3 separate regions of the Mus musculus genome follow, and regions 1 and 3 are each linked to region 2. Evidence: chromatin contacts called from public promoter capture Hi-C data. All regions are on one chromosome and are shown on one strand. The core of a region is the stretch at or near the end of the contact, and the rest is flanking DNA. Distances in the headings are between cores, read along the strand shown.

Region 1 (4,560 bases), core at 950-3,449, 1.5 Mb before region 2:
TTATATACTGACCAAGAGTTATGACATCAAAGGTTTCATGCGTTACAAGGAAGAGGAAGAAATGTTGGGGGCCATAGCTACAGAGATTCCATCTTGTATATAGTCTCCATTTCATACTAAGCTAAATTCCCAGGAACAGCTCAAATGTTCTGGATAAATCCAAGCCACTGTATCCTGCTCCAAACATCACTGGCTGGCCTCAATCCAGGCCAAGCTATCAAGTAAACCACCCGAGACACTTATTATGCAGGAAGCCACCTAAAATACCAGGTGTGAAAAACCCAATGTATTCGTGAATCTGGTTGGATGCCCCCTACCCCACGTAGTCTGTGGAGTTTTGTCTTTAAAAGTTGTTCTGGGGCTGAAGAGATGGCTCAGCAGTTAAGAGCACTGACTGCTCTTCCAGAGATCCAGAGGTCCTGAGTTCAATTCCCAGCAACCACTGTAATGGGATGCCCTCTTCTGGTGTATCTGAAGACAGCTAGAATATATATAATCTTTTAAAAAGAAAAGAAAAAAGTACAGGAGCAAAAAGTTGTTCTGTTCTGCCCCTGACTGACATAGTTTTGGATCCTGAACCCCGCCGTCTCCCTGATATATCAGCCTTTGAATAAAGTTGAATAAAGAAACATTTTGCTGGCTCAAAACTTGGTTTTCATAGTGGATTATTCCCAAATTCTCAGACCCTAACAACGCAAACATTATTTTCATCATTATCCCTCCAATGAAATAAATTCTCTGCAGTAACCCTAACGACTCTTAGAAATCTTCCATTACCAGCAGGACTAATTTTTTCTCCTAACAGTTATTTTTTTTGCCAAGAGTCTTATTCAAGAACTAGTTAAAAATACCAGTGTTCCATCTTTCATAACCACTCTAATTTTTCCTAACGTATCCATCTATATGCAACTAATTCAAGTTACATCTCTAACTCCATTCCCATCAATCAACAACAAGAAGGTAGAAAACCAATTTGAAAATTGGAACGAACAGGCCGGGTGTGGCGATACACGCCTTTAATCCCAGCATTTAGGGGAGGCAGAGGCAGGCGGATCACCAAGTGAGTTTGAGGTCAGTCTCAGTAACAAGAGGGAGTTCTAAGACAGCCAGAGCTACACAGAGAAACTCTCAAAAAAACAAAACAAACAAAAAAAAAAAAAAACAAAAAACAACCAAAGCTTTACAGTACAATTTAGGTAATTTGATAATGAACAACCTAGGGGCTAATTGTTTTGATCTACATGATTGTTTGTGCCTCTAGCACAGGGGAAAACTCTTGGCTGCTGCTTGGGGCAGGGGTGGGGGCTGCCTTAGTGAGTGTGGTAGGGTAGGGTAGGGTATAACCGGCATTTGTGGATATATATTTTGCTTTAGGAAGCTAAGTGATAAAGAGAAATAATTGCCAACTCATGAGTAATTTGTAAATTGATGGAGCCCTGACCTCCCAGAACTAAGTTTTCTCAATCTGCATTTCATTGTCTCACATTTCACTGACTTTGTGTAATAAACAACACACTTAATGCGTGAATCCAGCTAGATGCAGGTTAGGAATACCGAATCCTAAAAGGGGGTGCTGGATTCGTAAAAAGTGTTTTAATTGTTATTTTTTTTCCCAAGAAGAGTAGGTTTGGACTGGGTAGTCTCTTAATAGAATACTTAAGAGCTTTCTGGTGCCGCAGGGATTTTTGCCAGATTGCGCATGCATGCAGTTGAACATCTCTGTACAGGCACTTCCCTAACTCTGAAAGCTTGCAACACACATTCCATCAGAAGGAAGGCCTGGATACAGTTGTCTGTATGCTGATGTGCAAAAAGAAAGGGTGTGCCCTGCGTCCAGTGTTAGCCAAGCACCCATCATTCATTCATTCATTCATTCATTCATTCATTCATTCATTCATTCATTCGATATTTATTATGTGTATTTTTCATTGCCAAGCTGCGTTGCTTGCCCGCCAGAGGTGCAGCTAGTGCGGTGCGCAGAGGCAAGAACTTCAGATTCCCAGGCCGGGGTCTTCCCTCCAGTGCAGCTCTGAGACAAAGAGATGCACCCCTACAGCTCCCAGGGCTGAGGGCTCCGCCCGCGGCCCCCAGGGTTTCAGAGCGACTGCTCCTTCACTCCCCGGCCGGAGGGGGCGCTGCAGCGCCGGCCCTCCGCCCGCCCCTGCGCGGCGCTCGGCTCGGCTCGGCGCTGGCGGGCGGCGCCGCGGTGGTACGTTCCCCTTCGCCGCCCGCCCCCTCCGCGGCGGCCCTCCCCGCCGGTGGTAGGTGCCGGAAGTGCCGCCATTTTGGGGTGTTCTGCTCTGGCGGCAGCGGCAGCGGCAGAGGCGGCGGCGGCGGCGGGACGCGGAGGCTCCCCCGGGATTCGGCCTCAGCAGCGAGGCAGCGGCGGCTGCGGAGGAGCAAGGCAGCAGCTGAGGCAGCGGCGGGCTCAGGTGCAGCCGCTGGTGAGTGCGGCGGCCGCAGGATAACGGGCCGCGGGATGAAGGGAGGGAAAGAGAGGGAGGCTGGAGGGAGGCGCCGCGGGGCGGGTCAGGTTCGGGCGGCTACGGGTCACAGGGCCCTCCGGGTGCGGTCGCTCCCGCTTCCCCGCACCCCGGGGACCAGGCCGCGGACTGCTCGGGACTCGGGGGCCCATTCGCGTCCGCCCGGCGCGTGCCCCTGCTCCCAGGGAGACCCGCCCTCCTCGTGGCCTGGCCCCGGCTCCCTTGCCCTTTGCCTCCACTCTCCCGGCCCCGAGGGCTTGCTTCCTGCACCGCACCCGAGTCCTCCTCTCCGGGTCCGCTGGGCGAGATCGCGGCTGTCTACCCGAGACGCCGCTTCCCTGACCCTGTCGCCCCACGTGTTCTTCGTGCCCACCCCCGGGGGTGTCCTAGATTCCCGCCCCTAGAAGGCAGCGCTCCTCTCGATCCTCCGGAGCTCTTGCAGTTCTCGCCCTGGGGCCGCTTTGGCTCGCCCTACCCCCCACATCAGGTGCTCGCTCGCCCAGTCAAGGCCTAGTAGCAGGGCTCGAATCTCGCACCCAGGAGCGGGGACGGCTCTGGAGGGTGCCTTCTTCGCTAGGTCCCAGGCTTTGGATTTAAAGTCGGTAGTGGTGTCTCGGTTGTGGTGGTTCTGACAGGATGTTGTTTTAATTTTCTCCGACCATTGCATATGCTTTTTAAGGAGCTTCTCATTGGTTTAGAGACTGATTCCGGGGAGAAAGTGTGAGATTTTGGTCAGAGCTTGGTTTAGCACAACAGAATCTCTTTCTGGTGCTCAGAGTTAATGCTGTATATAAAAGCTGTTGAACAGTTTTAAAGAGCATAGACTCTGTTGATAATGTCTGCATTGTTAGGAGGTTACAAACACCCTTTGCACACACTTAAAAGGAACTTAACCTTTAAAAGATCTCTTCTCTGTCTTCTAGTCTCTGAGTTGAAGAGGTTTGAATTGCACTTTTTCACTTTTTCCAGTTTGTTTCTTTTTAGATCCTTAGAATGACGGTGTCTTCAGATGGAATTGCTTAGAGTTCTTTTTGGTTTTGGCATTAACAAGTGTACTTGGAAAATCATGGAGGTTAGAATGGACCAACTGCAACGGCACTGATTTTTTTTTTCTCTCTATACTAGTTTTTATATTAGTAGTTTTATTGCCTGAGAGTGTGGTTTCTGATCATGACCTAGGGAGGATTGAAAGCCATGCTTATGGTAAAGCAAAGCTGGGATTTGCAGCTGTTACTTTAGCTGGCAAGCTTATGAGTTCTCTTGGTTTCTTCTTCTCCACCACCTGTTTCTCTTAAGAATGGCTCTTGGCTCCAGAGCCTACGTCTCCATCCTCTCATTCATTCTTACCCTTTGGGTTTTCTTTTCCCAAGGATCCATTAGCAAGAGGGGCTGTTACAGTTGAAAGGGTTGCTTTTTTTTTTTTCTTCAGTGCTTTGGCTTTCTCACAAAGGAAAGTGACTTATTTGCCCAAGGTTATTATAGCAAGTGCTTTTAAAACATCTCCCACCAAAGGTTTGCTTGCTTTGCCTTTGTAAAAAAAAATTCACAACACTATCACACTATCATGAGCAATGATGCAGATTTAAGATGTGATGGAATGGCAAGGGCTCTGGGCTTGAAGTTAGAAAATCTACACAATTTTCAAATCTTTTTGCAGTAGGTTACTAGTTGGTCAAGTCATTCTTTTATTATGATCCTTGTTTTAATCTCCACAATCCTCTAGAAATTGGTGTCCATTAGTGTTAGTTAACCAATGATTGTACCTGTGGGCTGCTGGGCAGATAGTGAAAATTGGAGCCAGAATGACTTATGTTCTAAAGATGTCTGCATACTTTTCTTGTTACAGAAGTTGCAGATTCATTATAAAACATACTGGTAATTCAAATGGGAAAAAAATCTTACCTTTCGGAGATTGTTGTTAAAATGGGTGTGTATGTGTACAACTTTACCCTGTGGGCCCCTCCAACCCCCCCAAGACAGGGTCTTCCTATGAAGTCCTCACTGGCCTACATCCCAAGTGCTGGGATTACGGTGTATACTGCCGCATCTTTCCAACTTTGTCTTCATCACTTTAGCC
Region 2 (5,124 bases), core at 1,236-3,735:
GGGCTGGTGGACTGAAGTGGGACCCCACGGTAGCTTGTAGGCTGGAAGGAGGAGTACCAGATCTCTTAGGGTATGTATGTGGGGGCAGTGGGAGGCATCCTGCCACTATCTGACCTCTCTCCGCCCAGACCCCTTAACCCTGGATCCAGGAGCTGCCCAACCAGGGCAATGTTTCTAGGGAAGACAGTACAGGTTGGCCTGGTCCCTACATCTAGAGCACCCAGCCTGGGCCTCAGAGACACCAGGGACATCTAAATAGGCCAAACAAGACGAACTAAAATCCAGAGCAGGTACAAATGAAGGTTGCTTTTCGTTCATTCAGGACTCTGAGGGGAAAGATGCCCTGGTCTCTGTAACCCAGCAGCCACTAAATTCATTCAAAGTGGCAAACATGTTCCCTAACACATGCTGTCCAAGCCAAGAGGCCCTTGCTCCATGTGACTGCCGGGCACTGAAAAGATGTTGGCGGAATCAGGACATAGTGGCTGCCGTTAAGGGGCCGGATGCTTCAAAGTTCCTGGGCTTTCATTTAAAAGCACATTTAGACTGTAGTGATAGTGTTGGTTTTCATTGCGCTAACTCCCAAGGGTCAGGAGCAAAGCAGACTGGCTTGAAACACAGGCCAGGGAGTATGACCAACTGGGGACTGCGTCCCAGACTATCTGCTTCTTAGTTGTGGGGCTGTGGCAAGGAGCGCAGCCTCTCCGAGCTGCAGTTTCACAGAGATGCCGCCACTCAGAGAGCTTATGGGTACAATAAAGAGGATGCTACAAGTGTAATGATCAGCACAACGCTCCTATCGGTAATTAATTACTTATGGTCACATCTGAGAAGGTAGTTAAAGCCTCTTAAAGCACACACATATTGACTGGACCACTGAAATGGCTCAGTGGGTAGAGGTACTTGTGCCAATTGTGATGACCTGAGTTCACCCTTGACCTCTTGAGAACAGTGGTGTGTTGGTCAAGAGTGTAACCTATGGAGGTAACTGCTTATGTGCAAATTTCTGCTACGTCAGTGATTACCTGTGTGATCCCAGCTACTTAGCTTCTCTGTGCCTTGGGTTTCTCTCCATAAAACGCAGCTATATTATACCTTGTAATGGGGATCCGTTACATTAACATGGCTCAAATGCTTAGCTAGATCTGAGTGTCTGGCTGGCTTTGCTGTAGTGTCTGCCTAACATTATTATGTTCACCTTGGCTGGATCCCTAACTTACTGAGTCACAGTAAGGAAGTTATTTGTTCTCTACAGGTCTCTCCCTATGACTGGTGGTGCAAAAGACCTGGGACAGATAATGAGTAATGTGGTATTGATCTTTACGATTCCTGCTCCCCACGCCCCCAGTCCCACTCACCAATGATGACGCCGCAGGTGAGCAGGGCATAGAAGGAAGTGGTCTGTTTGAGCAGCAGGTAGGAGAGAAGAACGTTGAACACGGTGGTGAGCGAGCGTCCCACGTTGTAGAAGGGCACCCCTACGTACTTGAGGCAGAGGTTATTGAAGGTTATCATGCCGATAAAGACCACTGACAGCGGCAGCACACTTCGGGCCACCTTGAGGTCCAGGTTTAGGGTGGGGAAGTCTACCATGCCGGGGCAGCAGGTGGCCAGAGTGCTGAGGCCCTTGCACAGCAGTGAGGTCACCAGGCATTGGTAGAAGGTGACAAAAATGGGGGTATCCAGCTGCAGGGAGGGGCTGTCCAGCAGGTACTTGTTGAGGAATACCATGGAAATGGAGGTGACCCAGTAGAGAGAGACCACCAGCGCGATCTGCAGAGCCCGGAGCAGAAATGGCTTGTTCCCGCTCTCTGACTCCTCGGAGACAGCAGAGACTCCAGTCAGCGCCATGCGCAGGATCCTGGACCGCTTCAGAGGCGCCCTGTTCATGGTGGCAGAAGAGCTGGGTCACCTTACGGCCAGAAGCAGTCCCTGGACTACAGGGCTTCAAGCAGCTAGGGTCTGTGGCTGCAGCCTTCAACTGTCACATGGGATGACCTATCGGTCCCCTCCTTCTTGGATGAAGTTCTGCTTCCGGATTTGCCGAGGTGCACCGCTCCTCATCTTGCTCGCTCCCGGGGCGGGGGAGGGAGGTGGTGTCACGAAACAAGACCCAGGGAAGGGAGAAGGGGCCTAACTAAGGATGTGGGCTTTGACAGCCATGGCCAGTTTGAGGACAGGGGACACGTGAGTCGCAGGGAGAAAGGAAGCGAGAGAGCGAAGGAAGGACGGAGCGGAGGAGGAAATAACTGGACGCGGACCGCGTGGGAAGCATGGGCTGCGGGAACCCCCGGAAGCACCCGCAGAGCCGAAAGGAGGGCGTGCTGCAGGGAGATCACCGAGGCTCAGGAAGGCGTCTCGAGGGACACGGACAGGGGCCTGACCGGAGCAAGGCCCTGCGGTTGCCACGAGCCGAATTCAAGTTCCGGCTCAGCGACGCGGGTCCCGGGCCACTTACCGAGCAGGGCGGGCCCTGCGCGCATTTCCTGACACGCCTACGAGCCGCCTTAAAGGGCCAGCTCGCAGGCCGTTGCCACTTCCCGCGGCCGTCAAGAGCTCCCCGGCAAGTCTGCACCTATGCCCACAGACCTGCCCTCTTCTTCCGGGAGTCCCCGGAGATCAGGGAAGGGTTTGCAAGTGCTATAGCCTCTCCCATTTTCTGGAAGGTTCTGTCATTCTCCCCTCCACCCGCACTATCTTTTCCCCTGATATCTTCAGATCGACCAGACTCGGTCAGGTGCATCTTCACCATCTACCCAGAAAATGGAATACCACCTTTCTGCTTAGGGAGACCCCCCCCCTCCCTCCGCCCAGCCCTTGCGCCCGGCTCCCCACCGTTGCACCTCCCTCGTCCCTCGAGCTCAGGCCACTCGGGAAGACCTTGTTGCAGTCCTCTCCTTTTTTCCTACCCCTATTTTCACCGCTTCCAGACCTAGTCAGGACATGAAGTCCCGGAGATCCAAGCAGCACTTCCAGAGGCGAGAAGCCATGTCACCTCCTCCAGATAAAGTCCATTCTGGATGCCCAGACCAAAGCCTCTGAGCTTCTCAATGCTGTATCCCCTTCCCGGGGCCCTTTCCCTTCCAGAACGTACCGTCCGTCCACCCGACTGGGCTCTGGTGTCCTGGCTGATGCAGGGACCTGGTGCTCACCCTCGGCGGTGCCCTCGGGTGCACCTGCAGCACCACCCTCGGCTGAACTTGCAACGCTGCCCAAGCCGCGCCCCCAGTACGACTTCCTGCCACGTCGGGCTTTGGGCAAGGTGGGGCGATTACCCACGGGAGCCCATCAAGAAAGCCTCTTTCCTTTATCTAAGGTCAACGCCATCTCCCACCCTCCACCCCAGCTAGCCTGGGACTCCTCCATTCTGTTACTGTCGTTTGGCGCATCCCTTGACAAGATGCATCTTTGGCCCTATGGGTCCAAGCTGGTGCTTCCAGAAGGGCGTGGTTGGGAGAACTGCGGATGCCGCCACTCCCCTACGAGAGTACCCTTCTCAGTCCCGGGAACCAGGCTTGAGTGGGCCATTAGCTCCAGGTCTTTTACACCTGGGCATCTGGAAGGGCTGACTTTTCTCTGGTTTCTCCCTAGCACCATTGTTGGACAGGCAAGTTTGCCCTAGGTTGAGCTGGTTTTATTATGGAAATGGCTAACACAGTGGGTTCCAGACTTATTGCTTATGTGGTTGGTTATAAAGATGTCTCGCTTAAAGTATTTCAATTACTATTTTATTAGTAGGGCCTGATGGTAAAGGGCTTGTAATCCCAATTGAGATAGGAAGATCAAAAGCTCAGCCGCGCAGTGGTGGCACACGCCTTTAATCCCAGCACTTGGGAGGCAGAGGCAGGCAGGCGGATTTCTGAGTTTGAGGCCAGCCTGGTCTACAGAGTGAGTTCCAGGACAGCCAGAGCTACACAGAGAAACCCTGTCTCGAAACACCAAAACCAAACCAAAACAAAAAATGTTCAAGGCCTGTCTGAGTTACAGGATAAAATTCAAGGCCAGCCTGGGCAATTTAGTGAGACTTGTTTCAAAAAGGGGGGCTTGGGCACACATACCTAGACATGAATAAAGGGTTGGAGATCAAGCTCAGTGTTATATAGCTCAGTGTTAGAGTGCTTGCCTGGGATGCACAAGGTCCTGGGTTCAATTCCCAGGACAGCAAGGGAAGAGGGGTGGGGAATCAGTACTGATTTGTCAAAATATAAAATTGAAACACATTTAGCTATAGATTTGCTGGTTTTAATGGACAGCTCCACTTCTAGGGGAGACAGTGATTGTCTCTTTCAGAGAACATGGGGGGAGAGCACCTCCTGTGTGCCTGACCAGGGGCTGCATGTGAGGTAGCTAAGCAAAGGTATTAGAGTGTTTTTGAGATCACTGTTGTTAGTATTCCGTCTAAGCTCCACCCCACAGTTACCTGGCAATAGCCAGGTAGGCCTGGCACACTATAAAAGGGGCTGCTTGCCCCCTCCTCCCTCTCTTGCCTCTTGCTCTCTTGCTCCCTCTCATTCCCTATTTCCTTCTCCCTCTCTCCACGCCATAATGGCCGGCCTGTACTTCTCTACTCTCTCCCTCTCTCTGCCTCTACTACCCTCTTAACTCCCTTCCCCATGTCCTGAATAAACTCTATTCTATACTGTACTATTGTGTGGCTGGTCCCTCAGGGGGAAGGGATGCCTTGACACGGGCCTGGCAAGGCACCTCTGTTCCCCATACTTAACCACACCCCATAGAACATAGTCTTATATCTCTCTATCTTTTTATAAATGCATCAACTGTCTTATCCACAGCATTCTGTCCTTCCGGAGAGGCTTTTAAGTTACTCTGGGGGGCCTGCCGCTGGAAGAGGGAGCCCTCACAGACAACATTGCTCAAAGGACTTCCTACGCTCAGGTTGCACGGAAGTTAGACTCCAGACATAATTTATCAGCCATCTTACCAATCTCATTTGGAGCATTTTCCAGAAAGGAGTTCTTACAGTTGGCTTAGACAATTGTGTTGAAATTCCTGGGTGTCAGCCAGGGGGAGACCAAACCAGGAGACTAAGGGGCCTCTGTCCCTGCTCATCAGTGTCCTCTCACTGTCCTCTCTCAGGAGCTCACATCCAAGCATCAGAACCAC
Region 3 (5,076 bases), core at 1,158-3,657, 1.6 Mb before region 2:
GGAAGGAGGGAGGGAGGGAGAGAGGAAGGAAGGAAGGAAGGAAGGAAGGAAGGAAGGAAGGAAGGAAGGAAGGAAGGAAGGAAGGAAGGGAGGAAGAGGATAGAGGAGGAGGATAGAGGGAAAGAGGCAAAGAAAGAAGCACACAAGGCACTAGTCAATAAGAAAATGAGAAAAACCTTGCACTCTTGTACCTCAGTGTCTTGTAATGATGGATAAGGAAAAACAGTTTTAAAGTAATATAGCAAATTGAAAAGAGCCATAAAGAAGAAAGGGACTGCAGGGCCATGTCTAAAATTTATAAGAGTGACCCAGTGAGCTTCGAGGCCAGCCTGATCTACAAAGTGAGTTCCAGGATAGCCAGGGCTATACAGAGAAACCCTGCCCAACAACCACATGAAGGCTCACAAACATCTGTACAGCTACAGTGTATCTTTTTTTAAAACTGAGAAATGAAACGTGGACCTCTTCCAGGTAAGACTATCCCAGCCTGGGAGTGGTTTAGCTGGTAAGCCCCTCTCTTTTCTGGGCTCTGTTTTCTGCCTCTGGGAAGTTTTCACATTACTTACCATCCCCTCTTTTCTTTTCCCAAAGCTGGCCTATGCCAAGGTGCTGTTCTCTCTCCCTCCCTCCCCACCTTTGACTTTTCTTATCCTCCTAGCTTGAATATAAGTTACTAAGTAACCCATTCTAGGGTCACCACACTGAACTCTTATCAGGGATTGTCATTCATATCACATCTTTACAAATGGCCCGTTTGAACTGTGCTCTTCCTTTACTTATAATTCCGACTCCAGTTCTCTGTCCCATAACGTCATGGGTAGCTTTTGCCATGAACCATTAGGAATGTGGTGGGACATCCTCAGGTGCCCAACCCTTCAGCCCCGCGACATTCTGAGCCTCTCATTGCTCACAGGCAAATAGAATTTTTTTTCCTTCACCACCCATGCACAAATACCCTTCTTAATGGTCTTGCTGTTTCTAAGTCATGTTGAGAACTGTGTTTAATTAAGAGCAACATGTAATTTTTTTAGAATAAAAAGCTACCATTTACTATTGCATTTTTGTTGTGTATGCCAGGCTAGGTCCATATTGCTTTGAGATAATGTTTTGAAGTGGATATTATTATACTTATTTGCTTAAAAGTTTTGAAGAGTTGGGATGACCTATATAAGGTCACACTGTAACTGGCAGAGGTAGACTTTGGATGAGGCCCATTGGACTTCAAAGCCCGTGTGCCTGACCTACAAACTGCCTCCCAATATCAGCTAGTTCTGGGCTGAATAGAAGGCCATATTAGGACTAACTTCTGTATTTCAGCCAATTTCTCAAAAACTCCATATATACAGTTTCACTTAATGTTCATAAAAATACACTGAGTTAGTTGCATTGTCCTTATATTTAGATACAAACACTAAAAAATTTAAAAAGGAAAGTGACACATGGATCCAAAAGGAAAGCCAGATTCCAAACTCGGTTCCTTGTTCATTCTCAGCAGTACACACTAAGTGCTTGCACTAAGTGGTGTCTGCTACAGAACAAAGGGGCCAGAGCTGGAGCAATGCCTTTTCTTCATTTTGCCTCTAACAGCCTGGGTAGCCCGATTGGCACTGAGCTTTAATAAATCTTGAGCACTGGTACATGCCAGGCACTGGGGGAAAATAGTGTACAAAGGCCATCTCGGTTCCTGAACCCAGAGTTGACACTCTCAACTGTCAAAGACAATTTCCCAGTGACAGGTGTCACAAGGCAACGGGTAGGAAATACGGATAAAATGGATTTCGAGTAGTCAGAGAAGACATGAAAAAAAAATTTTTTTTTTTGGTCAGTATGTCACCATGTAACCCTGGTTTACCGGGTATCCAGTTTGTAAACCAGATTAGCCTTGAACTCACATATCCACATTCCTCTGCCTCCCAAGTGCTGGATTAAGGGTCTGTGCCGCCACATCTGACCCCGAGGGGGCACATTTTGTTGTAGTTGCTTTTTCTTTCCAGTACTGAGGACTGAAAGCAAGGATGTCGGGAAGTGCTCTACCACTGAGCTAATGGTAAACGCAAAATCAGGGACCTGCAGAATTCACTGTTAAGCCAGACAGGATCTGTTGTTCATTAGACATGACAACTCTAACGGAAAACAACCATCAAACTTTACGTCGTCAAAGCCTGAAAGAGGATAGGAGTATAACTCAGTTCTTCCAGTTGTTAGTCCGCTGACCTTGCCTTTGCCGTCAGGGTCACCCCACCACCACCCCATCATTACCATTCCCTCCCTACTCCTTCCGGACACTTCCGGCTTGCGCAGGCGCAAGAGAAATCGCCTTTCCTAGAGGCGCGAGGAGCCCACGCCCAGACGCATGCGCGTCCCTCCCACAAGCCCCGCCCCAGGCGGCCCCTCGCGAGCGCCTGCCGTTTCTTTGGGCGGGCCGGTGGGCGGAGCCTAAGCGGGCGGCGCGCCGCGGGCGGGCCAGTGAAGCCGGCGCCCCCGACACGTGATCTGGAACCGGCTGTGTCGCTTGGTGACTCCGTCTGTCCGTCCGTCCGCGGGTGCCATCATGGCGGACGCGGCCAGTCAGGTGCTCCTGGGCTCCGGTCTCACCATCCTGTCCCAGCCGCTCATGTACGTGAAAGTGCTCATCCAGGTATGAGTCGTCGCCCTTTCCTTCCCCGCCCGCGTCCTGTCAGGTCGCCACCGCCCTCTGCGCCTTTGGGTTGGCTCTGCGTCCCAGGCCTTCACCCTCTCGAGATGCTGCCCTTCTCTCCCCTCAGGAACAACTTCCACGGCCTCGCGCCCCTCTCGGAGACATCCCGAGGCTCGCCCCGGGCAGGCCGGCTCCCTTTCTGCAGCCAACTGCCACCCTTGCCTTCCCTGGCCGGTGACTCTTCTCAACTTTGTTTTTCCTTTCCCTGATCCTGGCCGGTTGCCACCGAGGGCTTCCCAACCCTTTTCTTGTCGCCCCTCTGATACTGGCGTTCACCTCACCTCGTTCACTCCTCCTCAGCGAAATATCTCAAACTCGAGACGTGAAATAACTCATCTATGGGCAAATTTAAAATTCTAGGAAAGCCAACATCTTATTGTTCTTACTCGGTTTTTCTATTTGCTGTTTCTACTTCTATTCCCGTTCAGAGATTTTAACACCAGATACCCGGATATACACAAGGAGCGCATTGAGAAGTGATAATGAAATCAGATTTCCTGAGGATCCATTGAGCGCTTTCACAGTAACCCATGTGGTTCATGACAATGAAAATCACGTTGGTTAGAGCTGGAAATCAGTTCTGTTTAAACACTTTAGCGAGTTTAAATGTAACATCAAACCCCGGATGTCTCTCTTGCCTCCCTTGCCAATCTGCTATAAAATATTTCTAAAGTGGTCATTTATATTCATGGGTAAGGAGGCCTACTTTTAGCTGGTGATAGTATTTTCAATTGCTCTTCTAACTTTCCCTGTGCTGATCAGGGCCATTTTTAAGCATTTATTGAGGATTGCCATACCTCATGCATTGTGTGTCCTGGAAGGAAGCAGGCTTTAGAATCCCTGTCCTCAATGTTTACCATTCTGAAAAGAGAAAAAAAAAAAAGCAAGACTCTAGAATGGACTTCATTTTTAAATTGTTCTTCATACAAATTGTTGCTAAGTTGACTAATATAAGTGTAGATGTTGAAGCGCAGAGTGAAATCTGTGTCTAGAACAGAATTGACAGTATTTCGCAGTACACGTATGAACTCACTACTCAATAGTTCTCAAAGAACAGTGATTTTAGTGACATTCAGTGTTTTTGCCTCAACAATCCAATATCCTAAATTCTGATTTCACAATACCTCGTGCGTTGCCAAGTATCTCAGGAGGTTGATGAAATTCCCAAATACTACTTTAAAGCTGCACTTTCAGTGAGTTCAGAGAGGGGGTTTTAACTCAGAAGGAAGAATTGCAACAGTAGAGCCCAAACTGCCCTGTATTTTTTTTTTTAATCTCAAGTATCCCTTTGGCACTATAATCACTGAATATATTGTACAAATAAAATGGCAATCATTAATTTTTATGGCTCTGTATATTGCTAATGAGTCTGTACATTTAACGTGGACCTAAGTTGTAATTATTTTTGTAAGTGAATTACCCAGCTGTATGCATTTGCCTTTGTTGTCTAGTTATCCATGTAGGTAGGCATTTGACGATGGCTCAGTGAATATTTTATTTTGTTCAAATATGAAAAATATTGTAAAAAATATGTCAGCTTTATCGGTAAACTAGGCTTTCCTGACACAATGGTTTGTTTCCTTGTTCTGTTTTCAGTTTAATAATCTAGTCACATGGTTTACTCTATAGACTCAACTCAAAGGGAAAGTTGGAGTTTATTGAACCCAGTCTTAATCTATCCAGCAGAACAAAAGGCTGATAAGGATGATACTTCATCAATGACTTAAAAAAACTAAACTGCATTTTTATTTGTAAAAATTATGGGGCTGAGGAGGTAGCTTGCTGGCACTGAGCATAAGGATGGACATTGGGTCCATTTCAGCATCAAACAAACACATTTGAGCCTGGTTTTCTTTTTACAAGACCTTGTAGCCAAAGTATTCCTGGGTATTGCTCAGTGTTGATGCATTCCTTTGTTTTTAAAGGTGGGATATGAGCCTCTTCCTCCAACAATAGGACGAAATATTTTTGGGCGACAAGTATGTCAGCTTCCTGGCCTCTTTTGCTATGGTAGGTGCCTTTGATTTATCTGGAAGGGTTGACATTGAAGGTTGGAGTTACTAAAAGAAAATACACAGAAGGCATGTTGCCTTGAAATTTTTTGTAACCTTGTATTTGGACTGGAACCTAAATGTCTGACTTGTGTTCCTAGCTCAGCACATTGCAAGCATCGATGGGAGGCGTGGGTTGTTCACAGGCTTGACTCCAAGACTGTGTTCAGGAGTCCTTGGAACTGTGGTCCATGGGAAAGTCTTACAGGTAAGAGGAAAGCGGTGAATGTTCGCATATATCTTGGCTACCTTTTATGCGGTTTATTCCACTACAAAGAGCAATTTCAAAGATGTACTTATAACTCTGGCATGGCATCTCTTTCTCTT

Evidence for each region. Capture Hi-C pulls out chosen DNA fragments and counts their contacts.
Region 1: a contact with region 2 is called in a promoter capture Hi-C map of adipose tissue, with 3 times the contacts expected there. The contact joins the promoter of Celf1 here to the promoter of Slc35c1 in region 2. A contact is called at or near these places in 1 of 39 promoter capture datasets (pre-B cells) and 1 of 9 other capture datasets (adipose tissue).
Region 3: a promoter capture Hi-C map of adipose tissue shows a contact between it and region 2, with 3 times the contacts expected there. The contact joins the promoter of Mtch2 here to the promoter of Slc35c1 in region 2. A contact is called at or near these places in 1 of 39 promoter capture datasets (liver) and 2 of 9 other capture datasets (adipose tissue and liver).

What each region holds. Positions count from the first base shown.
Region 1 is chr2:90,938,198-90,942,757 of GRCm38.p6, forward strand. It overlaps Celf1 (CUGBP, Elav-like family member 1), which reads left to right and starts at 2,200. Exons shown (of 14, transcript NM_198683.2): 1 at 2,200-2,444.
Region 2 is chr2:92,457,309-92,462,432 of GRCm38.p6, forward strand. It overlaps Slc35c1 (solute carrier family 35, member C1), which reads right to left and starts at 2,486. Exons shown (of 2, transcript NM_211358.2): 1 at 1,359-2,486. The coding sequence starts at 1,890.
Region 3 is chr2:90,844,748-90,849,823 of GRCm38.p6, forward strand. Mtch2 (mitochondrial carrier 2) reads left to right here and starts at 2,408. Exons shown (of 13, transcript NM_019758.3): 1 at 2,408-2,638; 2 at 4,624-4,708; 3 at 4,851-4,957. The coding sequence starts at 2,552.